2 separate regions of the Mus musculus genome follow, and region 2 is linked to region 1. The links are chromatin contacts, called in public promoter capture Hi-C maps. All regions are on one chromosome and are shown on one strand. Each heading gives the region's core, a stretch centred on a gene start, on an enhancer-like site or on the middle of the called end of the contact. The rest is flanking DNA. Distances are from core to core; before and after follow the strand shown. Region 1 holds the start of Plrg1 (pleiotropic regulator 1). Region 2 holds the start of Wdr3 (WD repeat domain 3).

What was found. Promoter capture Hi-C pulls out the DNA fragments that hold promoters and counts their contacts.
Region 2: a promoter capture Hi-C map of liver shows a contact between it and region 1, with 4 times the contacts expected there. The contact joins the promoter of Wdr3 here to the promoter of Plrg1 in region 1. A contact is called at or near these places in 3 of 39 promoter capture datasets (liver and pre-B cells), 1 of 484 Hi-C or Micro-C datasets (CD4 T cells) and 1 of 9 other capture datasets (adipose tissue).

What each region holds. Positions count from the first base shown.
Region 1 is chr3:83,053,110-83,059,571 of GRCm38.p6, forward strand. It overlaps Plrg1 (pleiotropic regulator 1), which reads left to right and starts at 2,429. Exons shown (of 15, transcript NM_016784.3): 1 at 2,429-2,545; 2 at 3,662-3,768; 3 at 5,547-5,689; 4 at 6,218-6,271. The coding sequence starts at 2,537.
Region 2 is chr3:100,157,975-100,164,030 of GRCm38.p6, forward strand. Wdr3 (WD repeat domain 3) reads right to left here and starts at 4,433. Exons shown (of 27, transcript NM_175552.5): 1 at 4,370-4,433; 2 at 3,046-3,248; 3 at 1,792-2,001. The coding sequence starts at 3,216. Gdap2 (ganglioside-induced differentiation-associated-protein 2) reads left to right here and starts at 4,489. Exons shown (of 14, transcript NM_010269.3): 1 at 4,489-4,691.

The DNA of each region.
Region 1 (6,462 bases), core at 1,179-3,678:
CAGCCAGGGCTACACAGAGAAACCCTGTCTCAGAAAACAAAACAAAAACCACAAAAAACAAAAAACGAAAGAGTAGGAGGTCGCTGTCTCTGCTGACAGCTTCCTTTGTTGATCCCTCTGCTGATCCTTGTGTGTAGCTGATAAGGAGCCATGGGGGCAGGGACAAGAGGACATTCTCTCATCTGACCAGATACGGATCATAGGAGCGATAGCAAGAAAAGGCTGCTTCTCTGCTTCTGTTGAGACCAACCACCACAAGCTTTAGGGATGTCTTTGGAGTTCAGGACTGGTTCTACAGTGGTCCTGTCAGTATGCTGGACGCGACAGGTGACCAAGAGTGGGTATGCTAGCCCTACCTCCTGCTAGTCCTATCAGAGTCTCTTAAGCAGATTGGAATCTGTAAAGGAAGTAAGCGGAGAATCAGATCCACTGACTTGGTTTCTCATTCACAGCAGCATTGCAGAGGGAAGACTCAGCTACTGCAGTCTCTGCTTAGACTTTCGACTCTTCAGTTAAACCTGTCAGGCCTTCTGCTTGTCCCAGTTGTACCAGGCCACATTCTACCTCACTGATCATTGCTCAACAGGCAAGGTACACTAATTGAAGGAGATTGAAAGGATTTGTATTACTGAATGAAAAAAAAACAGCTTTGTTAATGAAAAAACGGCTTTCCTTAAAATCTGCACGATTGTTTTCACACATACAAACGCAGCATTCATATTTATATTCGTAAATAATTTGTCATGTTTGCTTAAAGAAAGTGTCCTCTGCACACTTATGAAGAGCCATAGTGACCTCTACTGTCCAGAAAAGGCAGCTCGCAAGGTTAGCCAGAGCAGGTTTTTGCTTACTTTTAAAGACACGTACATCTTATTCTTTTCGTTTGTTTTGGTTTTATTCTCTGTGTAGTTCTGGCCCTGGCTATCCTGGAACTCAGAGATCCGACTGCCTCTGCCTCCTCAGTACTGGGATTAAAGGCGTGCGCCAACACCTCTGAACTGGGACTCCTAACCAGCCAAAGATCCTGGATCCCTTCAAATACAAGAAAATAGGAGGGAGGCCATAGCAAACAGAAAAACCCAGGTTCCTATATGAACAGGAGATCTGTGTATGATATGTGTGATTTATGGGTCTCATGACTAGATAATAGGATCACCCAAGCTATTCATTTAAGAAGGAAATTTTCACACGGGTGGCTTAATTCAAGAGCTGTAAGAAGAGTAAAACCTAGTGTGGTTTACCTCAGTAGACTGCCCTTATGAGCCTTGCATAAGCTGTGTTCAGGATGACTAAGGTATCTCACAAGTTTAATGAGAGTTGTCTAGTAGTTATATTAACATAGATACATTAAGGTCTTTCTTACATTTCCTTAGTGTTTTGTGATTTAAAATGTTCTTTTCTATGGCTATTACTATTTCCTTGCAACGTGCACAAACATTAGCCACTTTTACAGAAAATAAGATCCTTTGGCTAAACTCACATTCACATTTAGAAATGACTACTTGCGGGCTACAAAGATGGCGCTGACGTTAAGGCTCAAAACTAAAAAGACTAGAAATGTCCATTTTCAGGTTAAAAACACGACCTTCATGTTTTTAATGAATTAAAATATAAATCGAGCGAGAGCATTGCTGTATCGGCGCTACGTTTCATCCTTCTCAAAGTATTCGCAGTATTCTGAGGACGGTATCCGTGAACTTAACCACAGTTCAGGAAGACGCACAATCTGTGAAAACGCCTTAAGATCGCAAATAGCAACTACATCAATACAGAAAACATTTGAAAACGATCGATCATATAAGCCACAGATTTATTTTTAACCTGGGTAAATCACAAAACCTCAACACTTTAGCGTCAAGCCAAATAAAATAAAACCAACTTAAGTTCTCAACCTTTTTTTTTTTTTTTTTTTAATTGCTTGTTTAAGCTGGACAGTGGTGGCGGCGCACGCCTTTAATCTCTGCACTTGGGAGGCAGAAGCAGGAGGATTTCTGAGTTCGAGGCCAGCCTGGTCTACAGAGTGAGTTCCAGGACAGCCAGGGCTACATAGAGAAACCCTGTCTCGAAAAAAAGAAAAGAAACGAAAAAGTTGCTTGCTTAAAACCTCCAAGTAAGGAGCACCAAGCTTCTGGAAGCAGGTACCGCCCCTAAACGTTAAGGCTGGCGCGCTCCCTTAGCTCCGGCTGAAATCTCCGCCCTCAGGCAGGAGACTCCGCCCAGCTCCGCCGAGACCCGCCCTTCTGCCTGGAGACATCGTTCGTCCCCGCCCAAACCCCGCCCCAGTCCCGCCCAGCGGCTGCCGAAGTCCCGCTCTCCTCCAAGAGGCTCCGCGCAACTCCGCCTAGCTTCCGCCCTCCACCGCTAGACTCCGCCCCTCGACCCCTGCGCGGCGGGTTGCCAATACGCATGTGCGGTTAGCGTCACGTCCGGCGACGGGCCCCAATCTCCGGAAAGAGCTGCCGAATAGTGGCGGCGTTTTCTGCGGCGATTATTTGAGTTCCTTCGCTGCTGGAGGGGTAGACTAAACGGCGGCGACATGGTGGAGGTAAAGTGATGCTTGGGTACTTGGGAGTCGTTTGTCCCTGGAGCTTTGCTTTGCCCACGGAAGTGTAGGATGAAAGTGGTGGGAATCTGGGGAAAGGAACTGTAGTCAAAGCTGGTGGTCTCGGCACGTCGGGGTGGGAGGAAGGCCGATGACATCCCAAGTCCGAGCTTCAGTCGGCGGGAAGCCTGAGGGAATCCTGCAGTCCGTGTGTTGTCGTAGGTACCTGGCCGTCTCCTGGGAGGCGGGGCTTCTGATGTTCCCACCGTGGCTGGGATGCTAGTCCGTGCTGTCTTGTCAGTTCCACTGTTATTTCATCTCTACCGCAGTAGAGGCGTGCGGTTCTTGATTTTGTTTGTTTGTTTGTTCTTGCGTATCCCAAACGTTTCTTACTCCCACCCACTGCGTTCCAGGTCCACTGCAGTCCTCCGAGTCTAGCCTAACATCTTTTGCCCGGACTCATTCAATAACTTCCAGCTGGTCTAAGTGCTTAGGATTAACGAACACATTGCAGGAGTGTAGTTCAGTGCTGCTTTCTGTTCCAGTGTTATAGAGTAAAAATGTTGGTGGTGGCAGAGGTCTAAACCTCACCGACCCTGGAAACCCACACTTCCGCAGCATTCACAACTGCTGCGGTTCTGAGTTATCTGGACACCTTTGCAGTGGGATTTCCCACACTTTCACTGCTTGTACCTCTATTCCGTGTAAGGCTGTCTCCCTCTCTGCTTATCACCTGAGAGAAACCTTTCTTGATTATATCTACCAATTCTCCCCCCACCAACTCATCCCATTGCCTATTTTCATAGAACCCTCCAAAAATGTGGAATTATTTTGCTTATTTTTGTCTGTTGCCTCTTGAGTACACTGCATGCCGCATACAGTACTAGCTCGGTAAATATCTACTGAACACATTGTAGGCATTACTCAGTTACTTTTCTAAGAGCTCTGGCCAGACAGGAGCTTTCTCATCTTCGTTGTTGATTGCTGTAGTTTGTTACAGTTATTGAGGAGTGTATATCCTTCTCCATATTTAGCGTGGAAATTGCATAATGACTCTCATGTCGATTAGGGTGTATGGGTCTCTTGTTAGATGTGTGATTTTTGGCTGTCTCTTTACAGGAGGTACAGAAGCATTCTGTACACACACTGGTGTTCAGGTCATTGAAGAGGACCCATGACATGTTTGTGGCTGATAATGGAAAACCCGTGCCTTTGGATGAAGAGAGGTAAGCTTTATTCCTTTTCAGTTGCTAAAGTATTTAATATTAACAGAAGGGTGCAGAGAGAGGGGAGGAGGGGACTTTGAAAGGTCTTAAAAGTGCATACTCACAGGACGCTTGGGCAATAGCAAGTGGCTTTCTAGTGTAATATAAGTAATGGTAACTCATTTTTCTATTGTCTTGTCTTCTGCAGTAAAAACATCATTACCTAACTATAGTTTACAGGCACCCAGTGTGATGATTTGAAAGAGAATGGCCTCCATAGGCTCATGCGTTTAAATGCTTGCTTGGTCTCTAGTTGGTGGAGCTGTTTTGGAAGTATTAGGAGGTGTGGCCTTGTTAGAGGAGGTGTGGCCTTGGGGAGAAGCTGTGAGATTTCAAAAGCCTACACTATTCCCAGTTAGCTCCCTTATTGCTTGTCTACTCCCTCCCTCTTGTCCAGCCCCCCACCCCCACCCCACACATCATGCTTGCCAATCAGATGTAAGCTCTCGGCTGCTGCTCCAGCACTGTGCTTGCCTGCCTGCTCTCATGCTCCCTACTCTTATGGCCAAGGACTCTATCCTCTTGAGCCATGACCCCCTAGTTAAATACTTTATTTTCTAAATTGCCTCCAGAATGGTGTTTGCCATAGCAATAGAAAAGTAACCAGTACCCAGTAATTAGGGGCATCCCTGCTATGTCATCTTGTTTGTAGTGAATCAGTTTGTGTGTGATTTTAGCTTCTGCTCTCAGACTCTTTGTTTTGTTTTGTTTTGTTTTGTTTTTCGAGACAGGGTTTCTCTGTGCATCCTTGGCTGTCCTGGAACTCACTCTGTAGACCAGGCTGGCCTCGAACTCAGAAATCCGCCTGCCTCTGCCTCCCAAGTGCTGGGATTAAAGGTGTGCGCCACCACTGCCCGGCTTCTGGTCTCAGACTCTTGTTCTGCTGAAATTGTACTTGGCCAGTACTACTCCCATCTTTGCTCCGTGGTGTAGTGAAGAGTTTTGAGTGGCATATTTTTGCTTCTCGCCAGCCCTAGTCTGGGAATTGTGTTATGTGCAGTGCCTTTCTTTGCCCTTTGCTTTTTTTTAATAATCTACTTAATTTCCCTCATTTGCATTCATATTTAATTTATAAGGTAGATTATCTTTTTAAGTAATATAAGTACATTTCTCTTTAAAATGCTGAGCTAGCCAGGCGGTGGTGGCCCACGCCTTTAATCCCAGCACTTGAGAGGCAGAGGCAGGCGGATTTCTGAGTTCGAGGCCAGCCTAGTCTACAGAGTTGAGTTCCGGGACAGCCAGGGCTATACAGAGAAACCCTATCTCGAAAAACCAAAAAGTAAAAATAAATTTAAAAATATAAATAAAATGCTGAGCTAATTTAGTGCTTTCATTGGGTCTAACTTTTTAGACTACTAGTAAAGATATCTATACAATTTAACTATATTCAGACATTTAAAGTTTAAGCTATATTAGTTTGTGTATGTCTTTAATTCACTTGGACCCTTGAGGTCTCATCCAAAAAGGTTTTGTGTTTATTGGGCTGCAAACTAAGGTCTTACTTTGCTTTGAATGAATACTGTATGATAGATTGTGAGATAAAGTAAACGTATATGGTATGGAAATGCATTTTAGAATGTTGTAGTTGTTAAAATACTATGTAGCTTGAGAAACCTCCTGCATCTGTGACATGGAGTACCGTGTCTGCTTCTGTGCTTCTCTGGTTAGCTGACTCTTTTCACTGGTGAGTGTGTTTCCAGTACTTACGGGTGCATTTCATCTTTATGATCTTTACATAGTCACAAGCGGAAAATGGCAATCAAGCTTCGCAATGAGTATGGTCCTGTGCTGCATATGCCTACTTCAAAAGAGAACCTTAAGGAGAAGGGACCTCAGAACGCAACAGACTCATATCCTCATAAGCAGTATCCCGCCAACCAAGGTGAAAACCATCGGGTTTACAAGTGAATTTTTAAAATAGGAGAAAATGTCTCCTTAGAGCTTCCCTGGGGGCACTGCTTAGTTGTTGCTGTGATGGTGGCCGTTTTGATGAGCTCGTCAGAGTAGTAATGAAGATGCTTAGGTGAGGACTTTTTCTAGAAAACAGAATGTATGATTATGATTCTCTTAGGAGGTAGGCAAGATTACAGTGGTGTCTACAGGGAAAACTCAAGTTGATTCCTAGCCTGTGGGGAGACCATCTGTGAGTTCTTTATCTTGAAAAGATGAAATTATAGTTACAAAGACTCTGCTATTCCATGTGAAACTATTTACTGTGAAGAACAGCTGGAACAGGTCAGTGGGAGGGGCGCCTTGACTTATTAGCAGCTTACAGGCAGAACCATCAACTCCCTGCCTTTCTGAGGCTTCTGTAGAGTTGGAAAGGAAAACTTAATATTTATAATACCTTTGAAAAGGCAGTACTTGGATAAAGGCAAACTCACTGGCAATGAATTTATTATTTTTTTAGGACAAGATGTTGAGTATTTGGTGACAGGCACCCATCCATACCCAGCAGGACCCGGTAAGTAACAGTAAGGCCGCACAGATGTGTGGGCACTGTGTCTACACAGACATAGTGTCTGTTGGCTCGGACAGTTGTCAGGTACCTAAATTGAAATAGATGAGGATGTATGGCTGAGATGTACTTGAATGCATGGGTATAGACAGGCTGGCATGAGGGAAGCAAATATGCTTGGACAGAGGACAATAAGC
Region 2 (6,056 bases), core at 3,183-5,682, about 17 Mb after region 1:
AGTTTGATGTTCTTGGTTAGAGGATGGGGCTATTTTTACAATTTTAGAGTCACACTATCATAATAATCCTCAGATTACATCTATCTATAGAACTACCAAAGATCTGTATGAGAAGACCAGCTTCCCATCTGTGTACTCTGAGTAGTATCACCTTTCTAAAACTGCCTGCCAATTCTCTTCCTTCCATGAACAATGCTTGCTCTTCATATCCAACTTGTTTTCCTGACACTGAGATGGGGTCTGATATAGCCCAGGCTGGCCTTGATTTCACGATGCAGCTGAGGCTGACCCTGAACTTCACCTCCAGCCACCATCTCCAAGTATTAGATATACAAGCACAGGACAAGTTTATGTGGTACCAGGGACCAAACCCAGGAGTTTCTATATGCGAAGCAAGCATTCTACCAACCAATGCTAATTCTTCTCATTATCTGTATTAAACAGTGACACTTTACCCTGTTTATTTTTCATCAATGTTATCTTCTACATGTTATTTTTTAACATCTTAATTTACAAGTCTAAGAGGTAGATGATAGTTTTTATTAAATATTTTCTGCTTTTCTTTTTATACTTTTTTAAATGAAAGAAGTTTAATGTCTTAAATTTATGATTCAAATCTAAAAGAAGATCTAAAATCAATCTTTTCTTCACTGTGGGTTTTGGTTTTTTTGTTTGTTTGGTTGGTTTTTGGTTTTTTGAGACAGGGTTTCTCTGTGTAGCCCTACTCACTCTGTAGACCAGGCTGGCCTCAAACTCAGAAATCTGCCTGCCTCTGCCTCCCAAGTGCTGGGATTAAAGGCGTGCACCGGGCTGGTGAGATGGCTCAGAGGTTAAGAGTGCCGACTGCTCTTCCAAAGGTCCTGAGTTCAAATCCCAGCAACCACATGGTAGCTCACAACCATCCGTAACAAAAATCTGATGTCCTCTTCTGGAGTGTCTGAAGACAGCTACAGTGTATTTACATATAACAAATAAATAAATATTTAAAAAAAAAAAAAAAAAAAGGCGTGCGCCACCACTGCCTGGCGTGTTTTTATCTTTTGAGAATTTCATATATTTTTTATATTCTTCCCCTGAACATTCTGAGCCACCCAGCTTCATTCTCTTTCTCCTTTTAAAAACAAACCAACAACATAAAGAGCAGCAACAGCAAACCAGAGCCTGATATGTGTTGGCCAACCACCCCAGCACAGGGTCTGCCCGGAGCCTGGCTGATACAGCCAGTGTCACTCCACTGAAGAAAACTGATTTTCCTCTCCCAGTGGCTACAATTGCAAATAGTGCATTTCCTCCTCTGTGCTGGGAAAACAATGATCTTTTCTTTGCCTTCTTTGAGAGAGGGTCTCACTGTGTATCCCCAGAGACAAAGCTTGGCTGACTGGCCTCTACTTCAGAGCAATGCAGGTGCCCTGAATCTTGAGTGCTGGGATTAAAGGTGTGCACCAGCACACCTGGCTTTAACTCATCAACCTGTAAAACAGATTCATTGGCAAACTATAACCATCTTCTTTTCTAATCTTCCTGGTTATATAGTTTGGGGTCCCTCTTCCACAGTGATAGATTCCAGAGTACCTCTGTGTTATTCTTTCATGCCACAGACTTTTATCAGAGAACAGAACAGGAAACAAGTAGAACACTCCCTCATACGCACCCATCCTCCTCACTCTTTCTCCCAAATGTATAGTAGCTTGGACACGGAGAATCCAACCCATCTCATAGCACAGTTTATGAGAATAATCTGCTCCTATATTAAGTGTGAGAAACAACCCTGGGCACCTGTCTGAGGCTCACCTTAGACCCAGAAGCCAGCCTGCCTCCTAGCTGATCGTACTTTAAGCTGGTGACAGCTGCTTTGTGTCCATTGAAGGTTATGTTTCCTTCACCACTGAGGAGGCTGAAGATTCGGATGGCTCCATCCTCATAGCCAACAGCTAGATGCAGCCCATCTGGGGAAGGACACAAGCAAGTGACTTCTTGTTTATTCCCCTGAAGGATAAGGATCTGAAATCATAAAGATGAAAACCAACTCAGAAGCGTGAGGCATGTAACAAGACAGCAGCACAGGAATGACCTCAGTACATACACATATCAACACATAACACATACACATATCAACACATAACACATATCAACATATAACACATATTACACATATCAACATATAACACATACACATATCAACATATAACACATACACATATCAACATATAACACATAGTACACATATCAACATATAACACATACACATATCAACATATAACACATACACATATCAACAATTTCCAGTCACTGATACACGAGGATAAAACTTGACAAGCAAAGACCATAAGCTCCTCAAGAGGTCATCACGTCCTCTCAAGCTTGGTGCTGGTGTGTATGCAAATGATCCAGGCAATGAGCTAAGTTAGCAACTTTGTATCCCAGTGATTTCTGATACAGAGCTATAAACTCATCCTTGTTGTAACTCAACCTACAGTACTAACAGTTTCATCCCAAGAAGAAGCTCTGGGTAGCAACAGGCTTCTATATATTTACATCTATAAATCTATATGTAACTCATCTCACCTCCTGGGAGTCACACAGTAAAGAGGGATAATTTATCTCTTTGTGCTTAGCAAGAAAGGAATAGCTTCTGTCACAGTCAAAGCAGAGTGAAGCAACCAATGAATCTCATCAGTTATGGTTAAGAGAAGGACTGCACAACACAGCAGAATGACAGTCCTTTGAAATTCTACTGCTTTACAGCTGGCTGTGAGAACAAGCAGAACATGAAAAGCAGAACCGGTCGACAAAAGTAGAAGTTAATAATGGCTAAGAATAATAACCCATGAAAACGAACACACCCATTTAAGCAAACTCCTGCTTGGCTGTGACTTTCAGAACACAACAGAATCTGGTGCTAGCCGTCTAGAAAAATAAAAGGGAAGTGATCTCTTGGGGGACTCACACACAAATGAGTGCAGGCAGGTCAGTCAAGGCTCTCCCACTTCACCCTTCCAAGAGTCGGTGTCATTTAACGGTGTCCATTTCTTATTTCTGACTTACCTTCTCGCCTTTCCTTAAGTCCCAGATAAAAACGTGTTCACAGGCGGGTACTGCCACATAGCGTCCTTTCTCACCACGGAGTGTCACAAAAACAATGTTACCTTTTTGGCTGCCAATCAAGCCAAAGACAGCACTAGCCACATAGCGCAGATACTGTTTAGTAAGCCCCATGCTGGGCTGTCTGATGACACCGGGAAGGCAATCTGTGTAAATAAACAAAATTCAGTTTTTGCAATACAATGACTCTGCACAGCTAACAAACAGGAACCTTTTTTTTTTACATGATCAAAAGCATGTAACTTGGCACAGATGGTAAAGTACCTGCTGTAGTACCCGCACCCACACATAAGGCCAGGCACAGAAAAATGCAGGTCTATGACCCCAGCACAGGGAAGGCAGAGAGAGAGATTCCTGGGATTCGAAGAGACCCTGTGTGTAGATCAGAGGAAGCCCAGAGTGAATGGGTCCTGCTGACATGAATGTAGCCATGTCAAGGACTTCAATGCCCCAGACCAATAGGAGAGGCATCATGGTCCTTTGGTTCAAGTGGGATGTTTACAGTGTTCCAGAAAATGTTCACCATAGCCTTCTTCCCTCCCACCACACCACCATGTGTACTGACTGAAGACTGCTCCCCACAGACTGTCCCTATTGCAATTAGATATTATCTCTATACAATCACCCTGTCTCCTTGTTCAGTTGTAAGCAATAATCCCCTCTTCATTTTCAACTGTATATAATAAGCTCGCAGAGCTTATGGGGCTGCTGCAGTTCCTCTATCCAAAAGCTCAGACCAACCGATCTCAGCTTTTATGCATGTGTGTTCATGTGTCTGCCTTTTCTACCCAGTTTTCTCTTCCCTGCACTTTCATCTCCAGTTTGTCTTCAACGAGCTGCTGCACTGGTTTTCTATCTAGCACTTCCACGTCCACGATTTTCGCTTCAAGTCATAGTAACACGCTTGTTTATCGTTTTCACATGCACTGTACCTACCCGAGGGCTTTAAAGCTTATTTCTCAAATAACTTCGCTTGTTTTCCTTCCTGCGACCTGGTCACTCTCAAACTATCCCCCGCACCTAAGTTTCTATTGCACATCATCCCCGAAATAATCCAAGGAAATCGGGCAGTTCCAGCAGCCTCGCACTCCGGCCCGGGGGCAGCGCGCGGCCTCTGGGTTCTGCGATGCAGACGGCCGCGGCAAAGGGCTTCTCCCCGGCCTCCCTAGTGCCCTTAGCGCGGAGTCCCTCGCCGCGTCGGCTCACCGTGAACACCACTGTGCGGGGAACCGCGCCCCGCGATCCCTAAAGAGCCAGCAACACTCACCTCACTCTCCACGAGGCTCCAGCAGACAGCGCTGCCTACGAGACCCGCCACTTCCGGTCCGATTGGAAGTTTCTTCCGCCCGGCGTTTCCCTTACCTTCTAGGCGGAAGTGACGGCAGAGCGCTGTGATTGGGTGGCGTGGCGGAGAGGAAGCGGGTACCTTCGCTGTCAGATCGCTGTCGCCAGTCACCCTGGCCTCTGGAGACCGGTTCGCTTCAGCCTCCGCCTCTGGCAAGCAAAGTGTACGGATGTCATCCGCCTGAATTCTGCCACGGATCTGAGTGAGCTGCGGGCCGCCGCCCGGATGGGCCCGCCCGAGCGCTGTGAGAGAAGGGCGAAGCCGGGAAGGGAGGGCGACACAGTCGGGTGCGGCGGCTGGGAGGGATTGGGCTGGCGGGTCCTCCCGGGCTTTGGGCTTCGCACTCAGGGTAGGTTGGGTCGCCAAGCTCTGGGGACGCAGGTCCCCGGGATTTGCTGGGACGCGGTGCTGCGAGCAGCCCTGCGGGTGGCGGCTCTAGCAGAGTCCAGCCCGTCCTATAAATCGGGTTCCCTGTGGTCAGACGCTGAGCCCAGGATGCTGAGTTGTAAAAAGACCCCGCAGTCCCTGGAGTGACATTGACCTGGCTTTGTGTTTCCGCTTTCAGGTCACTTGAGAGGGAAGTGACCCTGGGCTTACTGGTCCTTAATTGTAGACTGAGACTGAGCCACTCTGTTAACGAGGAAATTAGCTTTTCTTCTCTTGCCCCCTTTTATCCTTGGGCTGGTCTAGAAGTTTTAGAAACGAGGTCTGATGTCTGTAGCTGTCTATATAACTGTACGTATAACTATACAAAAGAATTGATCCCTGCCATGGTTTACTGAACCTCTGTAGCCAACCTAGAAATTAGACATGTAGACAATTGTAGCTGACAGGTAGACTTGTCTTCCTTATTTTTTTTTTTTTTTTTTTTTTTTTTTTTGAGACAGGGTTTCTCTGTGTAGCTCTGGCTGTCCTGGAACTCACTTTGTAGACCAGGCTGGCCTCGAACTCAGAAATCCGCCTGCCTCTGCCTCCCAAGTGCTGGGATTAAAGGCGTGCGCCACCACGCCCGGCCTTTCCTTTTTAATTTTAGCTACTATTTACTGGGTAAGATTTTCTTAGTGATTTAAAACATGTCCAGCTCATCCTCTGTGTTTAAGAAAATTGTTTTGAAAGAAGAATCATTTGTAGTGGGTTGGATGAAAAGAAGGCAAGAAATCGTGATGATAAATTTATTCCAGGCTGGGGAGGAACATTTGGATAGATGTGTATGGACCCTACCTCCTGTAGATGCTGTGCATTTCCTTGTTAGAGATGGGAGATGTGTGCTTTGGTGGGGAAACAGTTTAGAAGATTTCAGGCCTGCCCAACCTTTAGACATTGCCAATTGATGTTGTCATCTTTGGTCGTGGGATCAAAGCCAGGTTTTGTCCACAACTTTAATACCAGCACTGGAAAGCCAGCCTGGTATGATATAGAGTGCTGCATCTAGCATCCCTATCACCACCCCTCCTTAGACAGAGTCTCACAAAGGCCCTGTTCTGGAGCTCTCTGAAGACCATGTTGTCCTTGAGCTCACAAAGATCCACCTGCCTCTGCCTACAGCATGCAGGAATTAAAGGCGTGTACTGGCCCGCCAGGCTAAACTAGCACACCTTAATCTTACATA